Linked DNA regions of Zea mays: region 1 is linked to region 2. A link is a contact called in public Hi-C data. All regions are on one chromosome and are shown on one strand. The core of a region is the stretch at or near the end of the contact, and the rest is flanking DNA. Distances in the headings are between cores, read along the strand shown.

Region 1 (4,396 bases), core at 1,432-3,931, 500 kb after region 2:
TGCTAGCTTAACCAAATCTTACACGTAGTATGTAGGGAAGCTAATTTGTGACTTTGGATTGGTAGAGAAGAAGATGATACAACCGTGAGGTATGGAGTTAGATGTACTTAACCACCTGGTGTGTACAATTATTTTTTAATGACACATTTGGAATGGGTATAATCATCAGACGTACAATAATTTGACCTGATTGATTCTGTGGCAGGTGCAGTGCCTTGCTTGTCTGGCAACAACCCACATAGGAGTACAGTTGAGCTTAGTGTCGCCAGTTCTTCTACTGAGCATACTGAATTTTCATCTCCTTTCCAGGGCCTGTAATGACCAAATTTATAAGTGCCTTAAGAGAGGTTGGAACATACAAGGAAGTCATGCGCTCCGAAGCAGTGCATTTATTATTTAGAATGTGATTATATATTACTTAGGTCAAATACTTGTTTTCCCTCATAATGAGATGCTTATACTAGGAAGGCCTAAAAGTGACTGCACCTTAAAACATCCCTTTATAGTCTGTTATTAAAATATCAAGGTGTCAGTGTGAGTTACCAAATGATGAAACCTTAATAATTTCATACTTTTTATGGATAGCCTTGACAATTGTAAATGCCAGCCATTTATACACTCAAAGAATCAATTTTGTCTGGTTTTGCTCTTGATTTAGAATGCAGTAATGGTCCACCACCACGTGAAAGAAACTCTGCTGCTCTCAGAGATTCATTTCACTTCTCGAGATTTTGTTCACCCATTGGATACTCTGATACAGCACTGTCAGCAACTGGTTCAGTTTGCTTGATTGAAGCAATATCAGATGAAACAGGCAATGCTGCTTCTGCAGCACATAGTCATAACTTCATTTTAAAGTTCATTTTATAGTATCCCTTCCCTTCCTTGGTTAGACCACGCGGCCCAGTTAGTTCTTTCGGCCCATATGACTGTATGCTTTTCGCCTAGTTAACATATTTTGCCATTTCAGACCAGGTTCTTTGCTTTTTGTCTTGACTGAATTTAATTGTTTTTGTCTTTCTTCTTGTTTATTATGCCTTACTTTAATTTGTATATTGAATTTTAAGTATATTTTACAAATATAGTTTAGACACAGTTCTCACGTACCTATAAAAAAACTCACTCGTATTCTAAGCTACTCTTCTAAGGCTATTTTTAGTCGTATTACTTATCTCATCTTCTATTTCAAATCCAACTTTGTAAACAATACGGTTTGCCGTGCAAACCATTGTTTGTGTGACTATATACGGTATTCTAACCACAGCATGACAGCAACTCCATGAGACTAGCTAAATCATTTTGTAAAAGTAAATTTGGCTAGTAATATACGACAAGTCCTTGTACAATTCTATGAAACCGGGAACATGGAAGCATGTGGGGTTCCACGTTCCGTGGCCTGATCGGTTTCGTGGCCTGATCGGGAACGGGACCATATGGAACATCGTATGGAACCATGGTTGGGACACGACCCTCACCCAAGTAGGATGTCGGATAAACCATCATCCTGCACAAGCAAGGGGCATGTACCTTCGCGGAAGCGAAGCACCGCATGGATATTGGAGGAGCGGAGGTCAGAGGACTGGCAAAGCAATAAGACAAAGGGATCGCCAACCATGTGCTCATATTACATGGACAAATTGTTAATCATGTCACGTTGCTTTGAATTATTTTTTTCTATACAGGAATATTTACTAGTTGGCTGTTTTGGGAACCTCGTTCCACATTATCGTTCCAAAATTTTACGGTTGGCGTTCTGGTTATCAAATAGAGCATACAAGGAGCTATAGCCCCTTTGTTCCATGCCTCCAAAAAATAGTGATCCTCGACCCGAGTTCCCGTTCCTCAATCTCTTCGCCCCAGGAACTTGGCTTCTTGGCAGCGTCGCGCCACTGAAGAAAAAAGATGACCAAGCCCAGGATTCACAAGCTTCTACGCAAACGTGAACCATCTGGGGAGATACGCATCCAGTGATACGAGGTTACCTAAACAATTAGGTCTAACCTAGACATAACATGAAACGAAAAAAATCGACGGATCAACCACCGAAAACCGCAATGCACAACAGATCTCCATCTTTCTCTGGAGAATCTAAGCCGCAACATACTCCGAAGAATCTAATGCGTACAGCCGCAACAGCCGCATCCACGGTCCCTAGGGAGGGGATACCCTGCGGATCGACGACGGTGAGTCACAAAATTCAACAGATGCGCGTCTACCGACAACCAACGGACGCTCGGAAGCCAGAAATGGACGCGAATCTCAACCTTGCGGCTAGATACGGGCGCTTACGGCGCAAATCAGGACATGGAAGCGAGACAACGAACCGAGGGTTGAGCGGGCAAAGGAAAGGGCCTTACCGAGAGGCAGCGGCGAGGAGATGGAGGGCGACCGGCGGCGAGGAGATGGAGGGCGACCGGCGGCGGGGTCGGTGGACTGCGGCTGCTCCGGATATCTCTCGCTTCTGCGCTCGAAAATGGAGAACTGCGGCTGGTTTTGTATTGAAGAGGGAATGAGTACCCGGGGACGGATGGGCCCAACACCTCCAGCAGGCCGTCCGATCTCGCCACTGACGGTGGAGATGGCTCCGGGCGCCCGCGTCAAGGAGACGCTCGATACTCGGAAACGCATAATGGTTTTCCTTTTTCGTTTTCGAAAAAAAACACGCATCGGCATGGCTGCCTCGGGTTCAGGGATGGCAACCCGTCGGGTTTTGGCTTCCCGTACCTGTCCCCGCGACAAAAAAAATTCCCCGCGGGGATCCCCACGAACTCTTGCGTGGGATTTCTTCCACATCCCCGTTCCCCGCGGGGATAAATCCCCATCGGGGATCCCCGTCCCCGTTTAAATTATAACTATGACATACTTTCTTTGTTATTAATATAAAACATTATCACTTATATACATTGTCAGATGTTAGAACTCATTATGTGTACATCAAAATAACATATTTATACAACGAGTTATCTCTTAACAATGTAATTATTTATTTTTATCATTATATATTACATGAAAACATTATCATATATAAGTTTAACGGGTCCCCATCCCCGTCTCCGTTTACCCATCGGGGGAGGATTTTCCCCCGTTTACATCCCGCGGGGGGAGAACCTTCCCCATCCCCATCTCCTAATGGAGGAATTCCCCGCGGGGAATCGGGGATCGGGGCCCCATTGCCATCTCTACTCGGGTTGCAAACAGCAAACGTTACGTCTGCTACTCATGAATATTTTCCAACAAATATCTGTCGTTGCATAATCTTTATTTATTTCTTCAAATATTGCCATGAATCTTCTAGCAATATGAAATTTAACATTCACATTGAAGTTGAAAAAAACGTACTCAAAAGGGAGGACAGTTTTTACACAATACAATATCACCCTAGTGTAAGATGTGATTGTTGGGGCCTTCGACTTCCGAAGGTCCTCAAAAACATGATTTGACAATGTTTTCCAAGTGAAATATGCGAACAGCTATCTTCGGAATCGGGTTACGGGTATACAAGAGTATGGTCAAGACGAAGCTTGAAGTGGGATGAAAGGCGATCATGACGAAGGATAAGACAATCACGAAGCTATACGCAGAAAAGCTTCGGCATGACAGCAGAAAAGGGGAACCGACTTAAAGATGAAAAGCCAAATTAGACCTCGAAGAATTACTATAGAGTTATTGATAAATGTAAAGGGCATTAATGTAATTTTACACGGGCTGCGTCCCGTGCCTATAAATAGATGAACAGTACTCCCGTACTGTTCACGCTGACTTGGCATCCGCTTTTCGCATCACGCATGTACCTTTACTTTCCGTCAGTCTGAAGGTACATTTATAATTTGTTATTATGGATATGATAATGCAAATAAAAAATAAATTGATGATAATATCTGCAATATTATTTGTATTTCATATACGCATTCTTCTTTATCATCTATCGAGCTTACGAAGGTCTTTTCCTTCGTAACCTTCGTCCGGAATTCATTATATCCGAAGGAACATAATGTCTTGAAGGACGAAGGACTTTAACATTTAACATTCTTTATGTCGCCTTGTTCTTAGTCCGAAGCATTTGAGAACAAGTCCCCAACATTGGCGCCCACCTCCGGTGAACTCACGTCCATTTTTTGAGTTTTGAACATCTTCGGCAAGCATCACCTTCGTCATGCCGCCGAAGAAAGCTTCAGCCACAGGGGCTGCCACTCTGCAGCCGCTAGATCCCAATCAGGATGTCCTTTCTCTTAGGGAGGCACGAAGCCAGAAGAGGAAGGCCACCAGTCCAACGCCTCCGGAGGACGACTTGGATCAAGAAATCCAAAACTTGGAGATGCTCCATCAGCAGGTTCAACGAAAGAAGGAAAAGATGGCTCGTCTAGCTGACCTACAGAGGCAGATAGATGAAGCTTCG
Region 2 (4,413 bases), core at 1,885-4,384:
ATAGGTTTGTCTCGTTTAAGCAGATCTAGAACTATCTGATGTATAAATGTGTTTACTAGCCTCCTGGGCTTAGTAATTGTATCACATTTGAGCCCCAAAGGATCTGGGGCGCTTCATGACCCGATCCTTTAGATCCAACACCTTTATGTGATATTCCAAGTAGGTTAAATCTGGTCCAAGGTTAACATCTGCAATCTCAATAACATGCTTGAGGACTCGAAAACATTTCTTTAACTGGGACACGTAGAACATGTTGTGCACTGTTGACAAATTCTTTGGCAACTGTACCTTATAAACTACAGGTCCACCAAATGAACTAAGTTCCAAGGCTTCACGAATATGAAAAGGTAGTATAGAAAAGCAAAGATAGGTAGCATGAATATGATGGATGAAACATGTACTAAGCTACTATATAGGGGCTTAACTTAAAATTGTATGTCATGATGCATGCTCGACCTATTCGTCCTCACAATTCTTGCCAACATATAGTGGCTTTCATGCTCTATGGCAGTGGCATACCTACACTCCGTCATGAATACTAGTCGCACTTTCCTAGGGTTTTAGTTAGTGTACCTACAGAAAATTACATTATAGTTGTGGGTTCGTGGTTAGCATCCTAAACTAAGCCACCTTATAGTCCTTAACTCAACCATGTACTATTTGCACTTCGACTATTAGGACTTGCTTATTCATTCTTAAGTTTTTTTCTAAAATAATTTGGACTCAAAATCCTTTTGAAGTCTATCAAAGGATTACTTTAATATCCATGATAATGGGGGATCGCTCCAATACCAATCTGTGGCAGCCCTCCCTAGTTATCGGGCCCACGTGCACCAATCCTGGCCTTGATGGCCTCAGATGGCTATGCACGTGTACCAGTTAACTTAACAAGGCTATCACGAGTTCAACAATTTGAACTCATCATCCCAAGGATCTCCCACCATACATGCATATTACAGTAATCACATTCGATACACACACTTCGGAGATAAGAGCGGAAGACTTTACAAAACATTCTTTTTATTTTTAAAACTGAAGGTTATTACATAGGAAGAGTTACATTTATTACAAGTCCTGATATACTCAAAGTGCATAACCTTTTACAATAGCAGGAAGGTAGGAACCCTCCAAAGCTTATACACAAGCCTAACTAATCCTCCCCCAGAACTGTAAACACCCTCCAGCCTCCGAAACACCTTGAGTACTCCTCATCACCTACAACAATATGGGTTCGAAAACCCTGAGTACGGAGTGTACTTTCGCAAGTCTTACCCGACTAAGGAAAAATGACTCTCAAGAATATGCTGGTTAAATAGGAATCAAGGAAAAGCTTTAGCAAGAATCAACTTAGATACTTTTGCAGAAATAGCTTACTAAAGTGAGTCCTTACTTTCAATATTTTAACACCAGATTAAATATTAATAGACTCTGGTTGCATCTAGTCTAATTTCACCATCTCATCAATACAACATCATTTTTACTCATAATGTTTACATCCTGACTTAGGTTGTAGGTCGGAGATCAAGTCTCCACTGTCCGGGGATATAACGGCAATCCGAATCGATTTACTCAGTTGAGGATCTCTAACCACATGACATATGTAGCACTTAACCCTTGCATATGTCAACCGTTCCCATAAATCCTCCACTACGTGAACCGGTCCGCGCTACCCGGGAGCACAATACTCCTCCATCTAGCCTCTAGCCAGGAGGGTACACGCTACTCCCACCATCTCCCACGCCCAGTGCGCGGTTGTCTTTTCACGTATGGAATAGTCGGGTTCAAGCTTACCCTGTCCCATATCCAGGGCATGTGGCCAGTTAAGATAGTCCTTGATCATACAGGCCTACATACACATCCAATCCTTAATTAACCTGGGTGGAGCATCACCTGTTCCTAACCCAAGTCCCGATTTAAGTACTTCCATCCTTAGGATTGTTTGTGTTCCTTAGGATGAAAAGAGCATTATAGGGAACTTTGCAGTAAGATCCCACCATGCTCCCATTGAAAATATTCTTGCAGGTAGAATCTATCATTCCTCAGGATAACCCCTGAGCTAGGCATTATTGCAAAGGACAACCTCTATCCACAAGATCTAAGCAGGGCTAAGCATTTTTGTAAATCATATTTTGATACTTCATCAGAAGTATCTATAAAGGTATGGATATCAAGGTAGGCAATGCATCCAATAGTTTCCAATCAACTCCTATAAACTTAATGCACATTTCACTAGTCTTAAAGTGTATAAAAGTCATTTAAAATACAAGGAAGGGGCAAATGCACCGGGGCTTGCCTTTGTTGCAGTGAAGAGGCTTTAGATCCCTTTATCCAATACACAGTTAGATGGCTCCTCCACTTGATCAGCAACCACTGGAGTTGACTCCTTCAAACACCACTTCTTCTAGGTGTTCTACAATTCAATTACAAATACATGTATGCTTATGTAATGATATGAAATGCAAACTCTCACAAGGAAAGGTGGGGAATAGAAACACTACAACTAAAGCACATGACAAAGTATACACATGGTTCTACACCCCCAACAGTTGCTAAAAGTGGCCAAATCGAACTTACTTAAGTATTAATCTTCCTTTGGTTCCTTCATCCAAAGAACAACTCTTACTAGGTAAACTTATCTCCTTTTCCAAATGATTAACCCACACTTGATTAGGGATTAACCACTCTATTTTGGGGCCCTACAAGACTTTCTGAACAAATTGATTCCAAACATCCCCAAATTTTTACCAAGTACTCATATCCTAATAAAAAACTTCTCCAAAAAAATCCATAATTTTTAGTGCCCAATTCTAATTTCTCAAATTCCAATTGTCCTTCCAAGAGCACTTTTAAAATACTAAAATATACTGACAGCTCTAAAAAGCCTAAAACTAACTTCACCAGAGAGCTCCTGATTTTACACATCCCATAAAACATGTCCCATGATTTTTGGATTTTTCTACGATTTTTGGTACAATTTCCAAGATCTCTTATAAAAGAAAAGGCAAAATCCTAAATAGTCCCGCGGCCAAACCGTTAACATGTCCCAAATCCCAGGCATATCGGGTCCACGCTGAGGAGCCCATGCCTGAGGTTTTATAAAAAGGACCCCGCGCTCCGATTGAATTCTCGGGTCACTGACAGATGCACCTAAACCCCTCGGCTTTCCTTCTTTCACAATGCCTCGGCCGCGACACCGCCGCACAGTTCTCCGGTGAACCGGCACCGGATCCGCCATGATCACACATCGCAGACGACGGCGACGGTACCAACCAACTCTCCAGTCTACGGCAAACTCGGCCGTGCACTCAGTTTACCCACAGAGACTTTGGAACCACTCTATTGTCAGCGGTGGCGGACAGTTGCTCTGACTATCCTAATCTCGTGGTCGAGTTCAAATTAATGGCGTAGCGAGCTTCACTGACCTTCCAAAGTCTCGGTGCGTGCGCGAGATTGACCGGGGATGCCTCCAGTCGATCGGTCCACGGTGAGGCTGCCCGCGGCGCCAGTTCCACGATGACGTGACTCCGTTCTAGATCACACACCTCGGTAGAGTCCAAGAACCAAACGACGTGAGCCCTACTGGTCTACAGTGAACACAAAACATGCACTATACAGTTGGGGAATCGCTTGTGATTACCTGGCCACGACAAGGTGATCACAGAACAAACATAGCATGATTGTGTACCTTGCTGAGTTGTCCTCGCCACGGCGAGATGGCCAAACTGACCGGCATGGTCACTACTGGTAGGTCACGGCGTGCAAGCTTTGGACAGTGCCAACTTGGGAGGGGCTGGGGAGAGTTAACATCAGCATGAACACCAGGTCTCCAACATCTTTGTAGAGGTTTTTGGCTAGAGCTCGGAATTAGCAGAGACCAGCACTTAAGTATAGGAGTGGAGCTAAGGACAGATCCAATGGACTTGCCTACCTCGCTGTGATGAAAAACTAGCAGGGGGCCAGCACTGCAGGGTCAATACACCTGGCTCCCATGCACAATACCCGGTTGGCTCAGCACAACACAACCCAAATATCAGTTTTGCCCAGTTTTGCAGCTAGCAAACAAAACATATATTTTCTCTACTTGGGGATAGACTCAAATTGATTCAGGGACTTGATATTTAGTCCAGTAGCGTGTGAGGACTCTAGAACCTTTGTTGACCAGCCCAACCACATCTCAACTCGAGCACACTAGAGAAACCAGCAGGGAGAGGAGATCTTTTCTTCACCGCCAAATCTGATTCAAGGTTCAGTTAACTGAATTACTCTCTCCACTATCCCCAAATCAGTCCAAAAGTGGATATTTCAGTGGGAAAAAAACTCTAGAACCTGAGTTAGACCATACATCCTTATATCCATCCATATCACGATCCATAGCATCAGATGGGCACAACAGGGAGGGATAAAGCTTCTTCA

What was found. A called contact is a pair of places that touch in the nucleus more often than the background predicts.
Region 1: a contact with region 2 is called in a Hi-C map of leaf, with 2.1 times the contacts expected there. The contact joins the promoter of LOC103648739 here to the enhancer-like site in region 2. A contact is called at or near these places in 5 of 25 Hi-C or Micro-C datasets (leaf and tassel).

Annotation. Positions count from the first base shown.
Region 1 is chr2:77,874,043-77,878,438 of Zm-B73-REFERENCE-NAM-5.0, forward strand. LOC103648739 (dnaJ homolog subfamily C member 2) reads right to left here and starts at 2,682. Exons shown (of 2, transcript XM_020548342.3): 1 at 2,358-2,682.
Region 2 is chr2:77,373,612-77,378,024 of Zm-B73-REFERENCE-NAM-5.0, forward strand. No RefSeq gene overlaps it. Among protein-coding and RNA genes, the nearest start is that of LOC103646601, 16 kb to the left of the region's middle. Within about 2 kb of position 3,135, at least 9 of the 20 cell types and tissues checked have an H3K27ac peak or open chromatin away from gene starts, as enhancers often do. A contact at or near this core is called in leaf, where this site is marked.